Regions from separate parts of the Mus musculus genome. Here region 2 is linked to region 1. A link is a contact called in public capture Hi-C data. All regions are on one chromosome and are shown on one strand. Each heading gives the region's core, a stretch centred on a gene start, on an enhancer-like site or on the middle of the called end of the contact. The rest is flanking DNA. Distances are from core to core; before and after follow the strand shown.

The links. Capture Hi-C pulls out chosen DNA fragments and counts their contacts.
Region 2: a contact with region 1 is called in a capture Hi-C map of embryonic stem cells, with 4 times the contacts expected there. The contact joins the promoter of 5730403I07Rik here to the promoter of Fam83b in region 1. A contact is called at or near these places in 1 of 39 promoter capture datasets (embryonic stem cells), 1 of 115 datasets of contacts at active chromatin or transcription factors (embryonic midbrain) and 1 of 9 other capture datasets (embryonic stem cells).

What each region holds. Positions count from the first base shown.
Region 1 is chr9:76,564,988-76,569,213 of GRCm38.p6, forward strand. It overlaps Fam83b (family with sequence similarity 83, member B), which reads right to left and starts at 2,128. Exons shown (of 5, transcript NM_001045518.2): 1 at 2,077-2,128.
Region 2 is chr9:77,397,631-77,401,856 of GRCm38.p6, forward strand. 5730403I07Rik (RIKEN cDNA 5730403I07 gene) reads right to left here and starts at 1,786. Exons shown (of 4, transcript NR_040378.1): 1 at 1,637-1,786.

The sequences.
Region 1 (4,226 bases), core at 878-3,377:
ATGACATTGTATTTAAGAGATATTATTTGTAGACACTAACAACTACAAGCTACAAAGGGGGCAAACAAGCATACTCACCTAACTAGCTAGACAAGGATAACTTGTCACTTTGCAAATAATTAGTCAAATTAAACTAAGTGGTCCCTTTCTGAAGAACATCCTACAACCGGGACTATGATTATCGGCGACCTCTGCTTTAATGAGACCACAGGTTCACCACAGTATTCTGGAGGCCAATGTAAACAATGTTACGTGTTATAAACTTGTTATGATTCAGTCTAACTGAATGGGGTGTATGTAAGGGAGGGCTGGAGAGTGAAATAGTCAACTTAAGAAAATACTAATAAGGGCCTTGAGATGTCTTTGCCAGCAAATGCCTTGTGGTACAAGTCTGACTACCTGGGTTAATTCAGGATTCCACAGTGGGAGGGGAACTACCTCCCAGAGCTGCTGTCGTCTTCCCTCCATACCCTTTATAACACACACACACACACACACACACACACACACGATAATATAAATATAATCTTTTAAAATATCTTTTAAAAAATATTCTCAATAAACAAGCATGACTATACACTGTAAGGCATGTGTGACAACTACAGGAAGCGACCAACAGATAATTAGCTAATAATTAATTATTGTAATTATATTTTAAAATAATTACAATTAACAATTAATCGTTATACATATGTACATAGATTACTTATTCCACCCCAAGAATGTTGCCAGTTAAGAAGTAAACTCAAAAGCATAATCGCAGAGACATCACTGAGTCAGCACCAGGGGTGTGGTTTGTCTCTGCATCTGTGCAATCCCTTTCACCAACTCTTCAACTGAGCTACTTCCCACAGTAAATTCTGAGCAGCTGCAGTCTCCACCTGCCAGGCTTAAAAAGGAGATCCACCCATCCCCTCAGGCAGGCTCTGCAGGCTGCACCAAACACCCTTGGTAGAAGCATACATCCCTAATGTCCCAGTCCCAAAAGCAAAGGGGTGGAATTAGCAATCTGATGGTGTAGGGACAGCTAGCTACTGTGCTTGGAACTAAGAGTGACAGTAAGTAGAAGACTGACAGATCTCCGCCCCACTTTGCAATCATCATTGGTTCTTTACTTTGGAAAACTCCAAGCTGTTTTCTCTCCTAAGCTCCTCTCATCATCTTCCTCCTTTCCCTGTGGCTTGTCAGCTCTGATTCAGCATCAGTCAGATGTCCTTGGGCCCTTGGGCTTGTTGGGATGAGAAAGGGAAAGAAGGGAGGTGCCTGCCAGTAACCTGGATTTAGGAGGTTGAGTCTGAAAATGGACTGTGGGAAATTATAATCTCGCTTCAACTGCTTGCAACCAGCATGTCTTCTTGTCTCTTGATATGTATTTATTTAGTCTCCACCTCTAGATCAGAGAGACCTTGTAATCTGTAGCCTTATCACACTAACCATAGCCAAAGGGCCGCCGGCATTCCCATAACCTCCCATCTGTCCTAAAAAGCACTATTGTCTTTTTACACACTCATGATCCCAGCAGTAAACACAAGCTCTCCGCTCCCTCGCTCACAGGAAACCCATCAGACAGAACAGGCTTGAAGTCTCCAAGACCCTTCCAGAAGCCACCTCTGTGCTTAAGGTCACAACCTACAGGGGCGGATTCCCAAGGGATCAGAACCATCTGGAGAGCTCAGTGAGGTCACAGACCCAAGGCACCCCAACTGTAATTAATCATCCAGCAGAGAGAAAGTGGATCATAGAAAAACTCTTCCTCTTCAACTTCTGCTTGGTCTTTGAGCTCTCTCTGCAGCCGAGCTCTGGGCTTCCTGGTAACCCAGACCCGTCCATTTCCACCCTCTTCCCTCGCTCTCCCCAGACCCTCTTCCACCTAATCTTCTCTGAGGGTCCTTCTCGCCAGCAGGAAATTCATCAAGCGATCCTGGGGGGGGCGGCGCCTGTTCTCTAGACCGCACCTCCAAAGTCAGAGACATCACTTTCAAAACTTTGTAACTCCCTCTCCCCAAGTCCAAGGAAGAGTCCTGGAGCGCAGCCCCGCACTCTGCAGGCCCCGTCCGGTCCCCGTGCTCCACTCACCCGCCGCCACTGCTGCCGCCGCCGCCGCTGCGAAGGTGGCGCCCAGGAAGCTGGGAGGAGGGAGGCGCACCTGCGCGGGCGGCGGGCGGGAGCTGGCCGCACCTCCCGGGCGGTGCCGAGCGTGTCACCAGGGGGCGGCGAGTTGCAACAGGTCCCGATTCTCTACACAGAGTAGCACACACGGCCCAGCGCCCTGTCTGAACTCAAAATCCCAGCCCTGCACACAGCACTCTTTCTTTTCCTCCTCGCCCGCCGGGCTGGGACGCTGGAGCAAGTCTGGACACCTGCGCGCTGCGAGCAGGGACCCGGAAAAGCCAAGCACACCTGGGAAGAAGGTGGACCTTTGAGCTGGACAGGGGTGCTTTCCGCCTGGCTCTTGGGCTCCAGGATGCACTCTGGAGCCCCAAGCTTTGGAGCAGGGCTGACCCGCAGCCCGTAGCCCACAGCCCGCAGGGCAGGCCCCCTGGCTGGTTTGGAAAAGACAGAGATTGAAAGGTAGTTGAAAGAAAGAATTTCAAAAACCAGCAGCTTGGGTATGGATTTTCGACTGTCTTGATTTACTTGGAAGGAAAGGACAGAGTTGAAAACAGGGATGTCAGCAATACAAGCAGCTCTCTCCTGGGAACAATGGAAGAAGCAGAGACTGAAATTTGATTTGTTTAATTAAATGTATTTATTCACTTTACAACCCAAATATCAGCTCTTCCTCTCCTCCCAGTGCCCCCCTCCCCTCAAGTAAGTCCTCTCCCCATTCCCCTGAGAGGGGAAGCCCCCTTCTGGGTGTCAGGCCACACTGCTGTCATCCCACCACTACCCTACCCACGCTGAACATTAAGTTGCTGCAGGACTAGGCATATCCTCTCCTATGGAGGCCAGACAAGGCTGTCCATTTAAGGGTGTGGGATCCACAGGCAGGCTGGTAGGCAACAAACAGACTAGGATAGCCCCTGTTCTCCTTGTCTGAGGGACCTGCAGGAAGAACAAACTGCTCATCTGCTACACATGTGCAGAGAGCCTAGGTCAAGCCGTGCTCACCCAGGTTAGTGATTCATTCTCTGGGAGATTCCAAGAGTCCAGGTTAGATGACACTCTGTTGGTCTTCCTGTGGGGTCCCTGTCCTCTTCGGGTCCCTCAATCTCAAATGTGGTCTGTCTACACGATGGAATACTGCTCAGCCATTAAAAACATCCTGAATTTCGCAGGCAAATGGATGGAACTAGAAAATATCTCCCTGAGTGAAGTAACCCAGACCGAAAAGGACATGCATAGTATGTAGTCACTTATAAGTGGATATTAGCCATAAAGTACAGATAACCATGCTACAATCCACAGACCCAAAGAAGCCAAAGAACAGGAGAGTTCAGGGAGTCAGTCTCAGAAGGAGAAACCAAATAGAACAAATAGATATTGGAAGTCTATGGAAGGAGGGAACTGCGTGGAAGAGGGGAGTGGGGCAGGAGGAGGATTATGTAGGAAGAGCAGAGGAGAAAGGAAATCAGCTGAGGGACAAGGGGCGGAGACAATCTCTAGGATGTGCCAGTGACCTGGGATGGGGAGAGGCTCCAGAAGGTCTAAGGGGGCAACTCTAGTTGCGATTCCTAGCAGGATATGGATCCTGAAGGGGCCACCTCCTGTAGCCAGGCAGGACTCCCAGTGGAAGGATACGGACAGTAACCCACCCACAAAGCCTTGGACCCAAAATGTGTCCTGCCTGCAAAATGTACAGGCACAAAGACAGAGCAGAGTCTAGAATGTCTAACCAATGACTGCCCCAAGCTCAGACCCATCCCATGGGCAAGAACCAATCCACGACACTTATCATTGATACTCCCTTGTGCTTGCAGACACGAATCGAGCAAAGCTGTCCTCTAAGAAGCTCCACCCAGCAGCTAGATGGAGCTTCAGAGTCTTATGGAAGAGCTGCAGTTTGATTTTAACAGAAACACAGCAGTCAAGTTTCATTTCTGTTCCTCTCAATTAATGCCATGCATGTTAAAAATAACCTTTATAGTCATGAAACCATCAAGATCCAGCCAACTCCGACCGTGTTAACATCGCAGCCAATGAATCTGGAGAGTGGCTCGATCCATAAGAGTGCTGGCTGCTCTTCCAGAAGACTCAGGTTTGATTCCCAGCACCCACTGACATCT
Region 2 (4,226 bases), core at 536-3,035, 830 kb after region 1:
ACTGACAGCTCTGCGGCTTGAGGAGCTTCAAAGACATCTTATTTCCTTTCCAGTTTCTCAGTGATGTCCATATTAAGGACGACAGAAAGACCCAAGACACCGTATGATAGAAGTGTATTTAAACAACCAGAGACTGAAGTCAGGAAAGACAGCTGCTCCGTAGTCAGATTTTAGGGGAAGGGTACATCATTAACTCCCAAACTAAGTCTGCTCCTGCCCGTCCCACACTGGACAGTGGCGGTACACAGACGAAGATGTTTCTGGATGGATAGCAACAAAGCATCGGTAACTTCAGGTGATGCCAGGCAGCGAGACATACTTCTCCTGTTCCACTAACAAAGAAATCTCCATCTGTGAAGATTGTGAGTAGCTAAAGTCCACTATCGACTTAAATATCGTTGCTTTACATTTAGACTAGAGATGGGGAGGGTAAATATAAATACACACACACACACACACACATATATATACATATACATATACATATACATATATATTTTTTAAATTAATTAATCTTAATCAATCTGACTTTTAAACTTTAATTAAATAATAAAATTTATATAATAAAGAAAGTAACTAGTGAGGTGGTCCTTACTCTTAAGGTTTTTTTTATCTCCTATTTATTAAAATAATAAGCACTCTACTAAAATTACCAGCAAACCAGTTTTAAAAGCTAAGCAACGCTGAGAGTAATAACCAGGATGGTCACCAATCAATCCTTCAAGGAGTTGAGACACGCAAAGCATCTTACACTAATGAGAAGAGAGCACCTTTCTTTGTAAAAAGCCTTCTTTCACTCTAATGTGATGCTCTGTAAGGCACAATGCTGCATCTGCAGACCATACTCCACCCAATAGGCAGGTAAATGTGGGACAGGTGAGGTGTTTGCACCAAGCCTGCCCACCTGAATTCAATCCTCTGGAACCAAATGGTGGAAGAAAAGAATTGACTCCAAAACTGCCCTCCATGATCCCACCATGGTTAAGTGTGCACACAACACACACACACACACACACACACACACACACACACACACACACACACACACACACTAAATGTAATTTTAAGTGACTTAAGTCCAGCCTACAAGGCAGCGTTCGTGGTTAAAAAAAAAAAAAAAAAAAAAGTTGACATCTCATAAAACAAACTGCAGTATGACAACACAGATTGGAAAGTTCAAAGTGAACATTTTTTTTCAATTAAAAAAATGTTTGAGCACAATATATATTAGGGAATTGTCTCAACACCTCGATGTACAAATAGCCAATCTTTCACAGTCCTTCAAGGAACTCATTAGATAAATTGGAATGATTAGATTTCCTTCCCTCTCTCCACTCCCTTCCTGAAATTGAGAACAGAAAAGCCTATTAGCAGGTCCATCTTCAGGAAAGCTGGCTTAGTGGTACCATGGCAACAGGCCATCATCACACAAAGGGGACCTGTATTGAGAGGCTGAGAGAGCCTAATGGGGGAAACTCAGCAAGGTGGCCAGGTGACACGGCTATCCGCGCGCACATTTTCTAAAAGCCCAAACTAGCAGGATATTTCTTTATAGTTGCTGAAGTATATAGCCACAGAGAGAAATGCCTGTGGCTATTTATCTTTAAGACCTATTTTAAAGGAAATCTTTTCTTACGTCTCCCGCAGGTGCTCTGTCTCCCGTCTTCTTGTTCTTGGCTGACTGACTCTTCCTTCCGCTTTTCATTAGCTGATCTGAGTTTGTGCAAAAACCACCGTGAAGTTCCCTTTCCAGGTAATGAGCTCCTCTGGGGATCTCCTGTGTCACAGCTCTTAGGAGATTTCACAAGCCCTGTCCCCAGGTCGTGGGAGGCAAGGTAGGACCAGGTGACTGGTTTCACCCACAATAGCATCCCTATTTGCTCCTGAAGCAAGGCCCAGCTGCTGACACTGCTAAGAGGAACTTAGACATGCAAAGGCCACCGACTCTGAGAAAGTGTAACATGGTCATTTCAAAAATAATCGTTCTGAAAACTTTCAGACCATCTTTCAGAAAACTTTCTTACTAGACACTAAATCATTGGGTTATATTTATAAAATTCCTAAGATTTTATTTTAGGTTATCGAGACACTAAGAGTATCTCTGAGACCACTGAAGGGACAGCACCTCCCTCCAAGACTCCACAGGCTATACAACCCTTTCATGGTGGTCATCTAAGACCATCCTGCATATCAGATATTTACGTTACAATTCACAACAATAGCAAAGCTACAGTTATAGAGTAGCAATGAAAATTTTTATGGTGTGGGGGGCAGGGTCAACATGAAGAACTGTATTAAAGGTTCAAAGCATTACGAAAGTTGAGAGTCACTCTGTTAAATAGACAAAGTCATAAATTGCGCTTCCCTAAATTCTTATCTTATACCCACAGATTAATGTAGTTCTCAATGCCCACCAAAGAGGCTTAGTTTAGGCATAGCTGGTGATTAAGACAGAGACCCACAACCAGTCAACATGCAGAGAATGAATACCTGTTGAATTCTCGGCTTTAAATGAGACATCTATGTCAAACCTCTTCCCTTAAAAGCTCAGTGACCTGGGCTGTCGAGATGGCTCAGCGGGTCAAAGCACTGATTGCTCTACCAAAGGTCCTGAGTTCAAATCCCAGCAACCACATGGTGGCTCACAACCACCTGGAATGAGATCTGACGCCCTCTTCTGGTGCGTCTGAAGACAGCTACAGTGTACAATAATAAAGAAATTATTAAAAAAAAAAAAAAAGCTCAGTGACCTTATAATAGCCAGAAGCTGGAAAGAACCCAGATGCCCCTCAGCAGAGGAATGGATACAGAAAATGTGGTACATTTACACAATGGAGTACTACTCAGCTATTAAAAGGAATGAATTTATGAAATTCCTAGGTAAATGGATGGACCTGGAGGGCATCATCCTGAGTGAGGTAACACAATCACAAAGGAACTCACACAATATGTACTCACTGATAAGTGGATATTAGCCCAGAAACTTAGGACACCCAAGATATAAGATACAATTTGCTAAACGCATGAAACTCAAGAAGAACGAAGACCAAAGTGTGGACACTGTGCCCCTTCATAGAATTGGGAACAAAACACCCATGGAAAGAGTTACAGAGATAAAGTTTGGAGCTGTGAAGAAAGGATGGACCATATCCAGGGATCCATCCCATAATCAGCTTCCAAACGCTGACACCATTGCATACACTAGCAAGATTTTGCTGAAAGGACCCAGATAGAGCTGTCTCTTGTGAGACAATGCCGGGACCTAGCAAACACAAAAGTAGATGCTCACAGTCAGCTATTGGATGGATCACACGGCCCCCAATGGAGGAGCTAGAGAAAGTATCCAAGGAGCTAAAGGGAAATGCAACCCTATAGGTGGAACAACATTATGAACTAACCAGTACCCCGGAGCTCTTGACTCTAGCTGCATATATATCAAAAGATGGCCTAGTCGGCCATCACTGCAAAGAGAGGCCCATTGGACTTGCAAACTTTATATGCCCCAGTACAGGGGAACGCCAGGGCCAAAAAGTGGGAGTGGGTGGGTAGGGGAGTGGGGGGGGAGTGTATTGGGGACTTTTTGGATAGTATTGGAAATGTAAATGAGGAAAATACCTAATAATTAAAAAAAAAAAGCTCAGTGACCATCGAGAAAGAGGGAACTGAAGGATGGTAAGGGCCAGAGGGAACAGATGGGTGAAGTGAGACAGTGTTTGCCAGATATGACAGCAAAGCTGCTCATGGTGGCTGAGTTTGCAGGCACAGGACATTCACAAGATCAAGCCAACCCAAGTCCCAGAATGGATGGAGGAGGCGTTTGTTGAGTCCCACTCCTTTCTGGGGAGCTACTGGCAAATGACAGCTGCTAAGAGGGTCAGCTGGAGAGAGGGTCAGGTTCCTTTGGGGATGTGGGCACCGAGAGGCTGCCCATTTTCTAAAAGATGTTCCACAGAGACAGCACTAAATGGACTCAGTGGGGATTAAAAGACAAGGAGAGAGAGACAGAGACAGACACAGAGACAGAGAGACAGAGAGAGCATGGGATGAGAAAGGAAAGATAGAAAATAGAGGAGGAATTGGAGGGAGAACACGGTGGCATGGATTGTAGCCACATACATTATATGCTATATAGTCAATATAATATTTTTAAAAAGCTATTTTCTCAACCACTGCTTGTCTCACAAGTTTTGCATATTTCCTAATGAAGATAGTGCATTCTGGTTTCT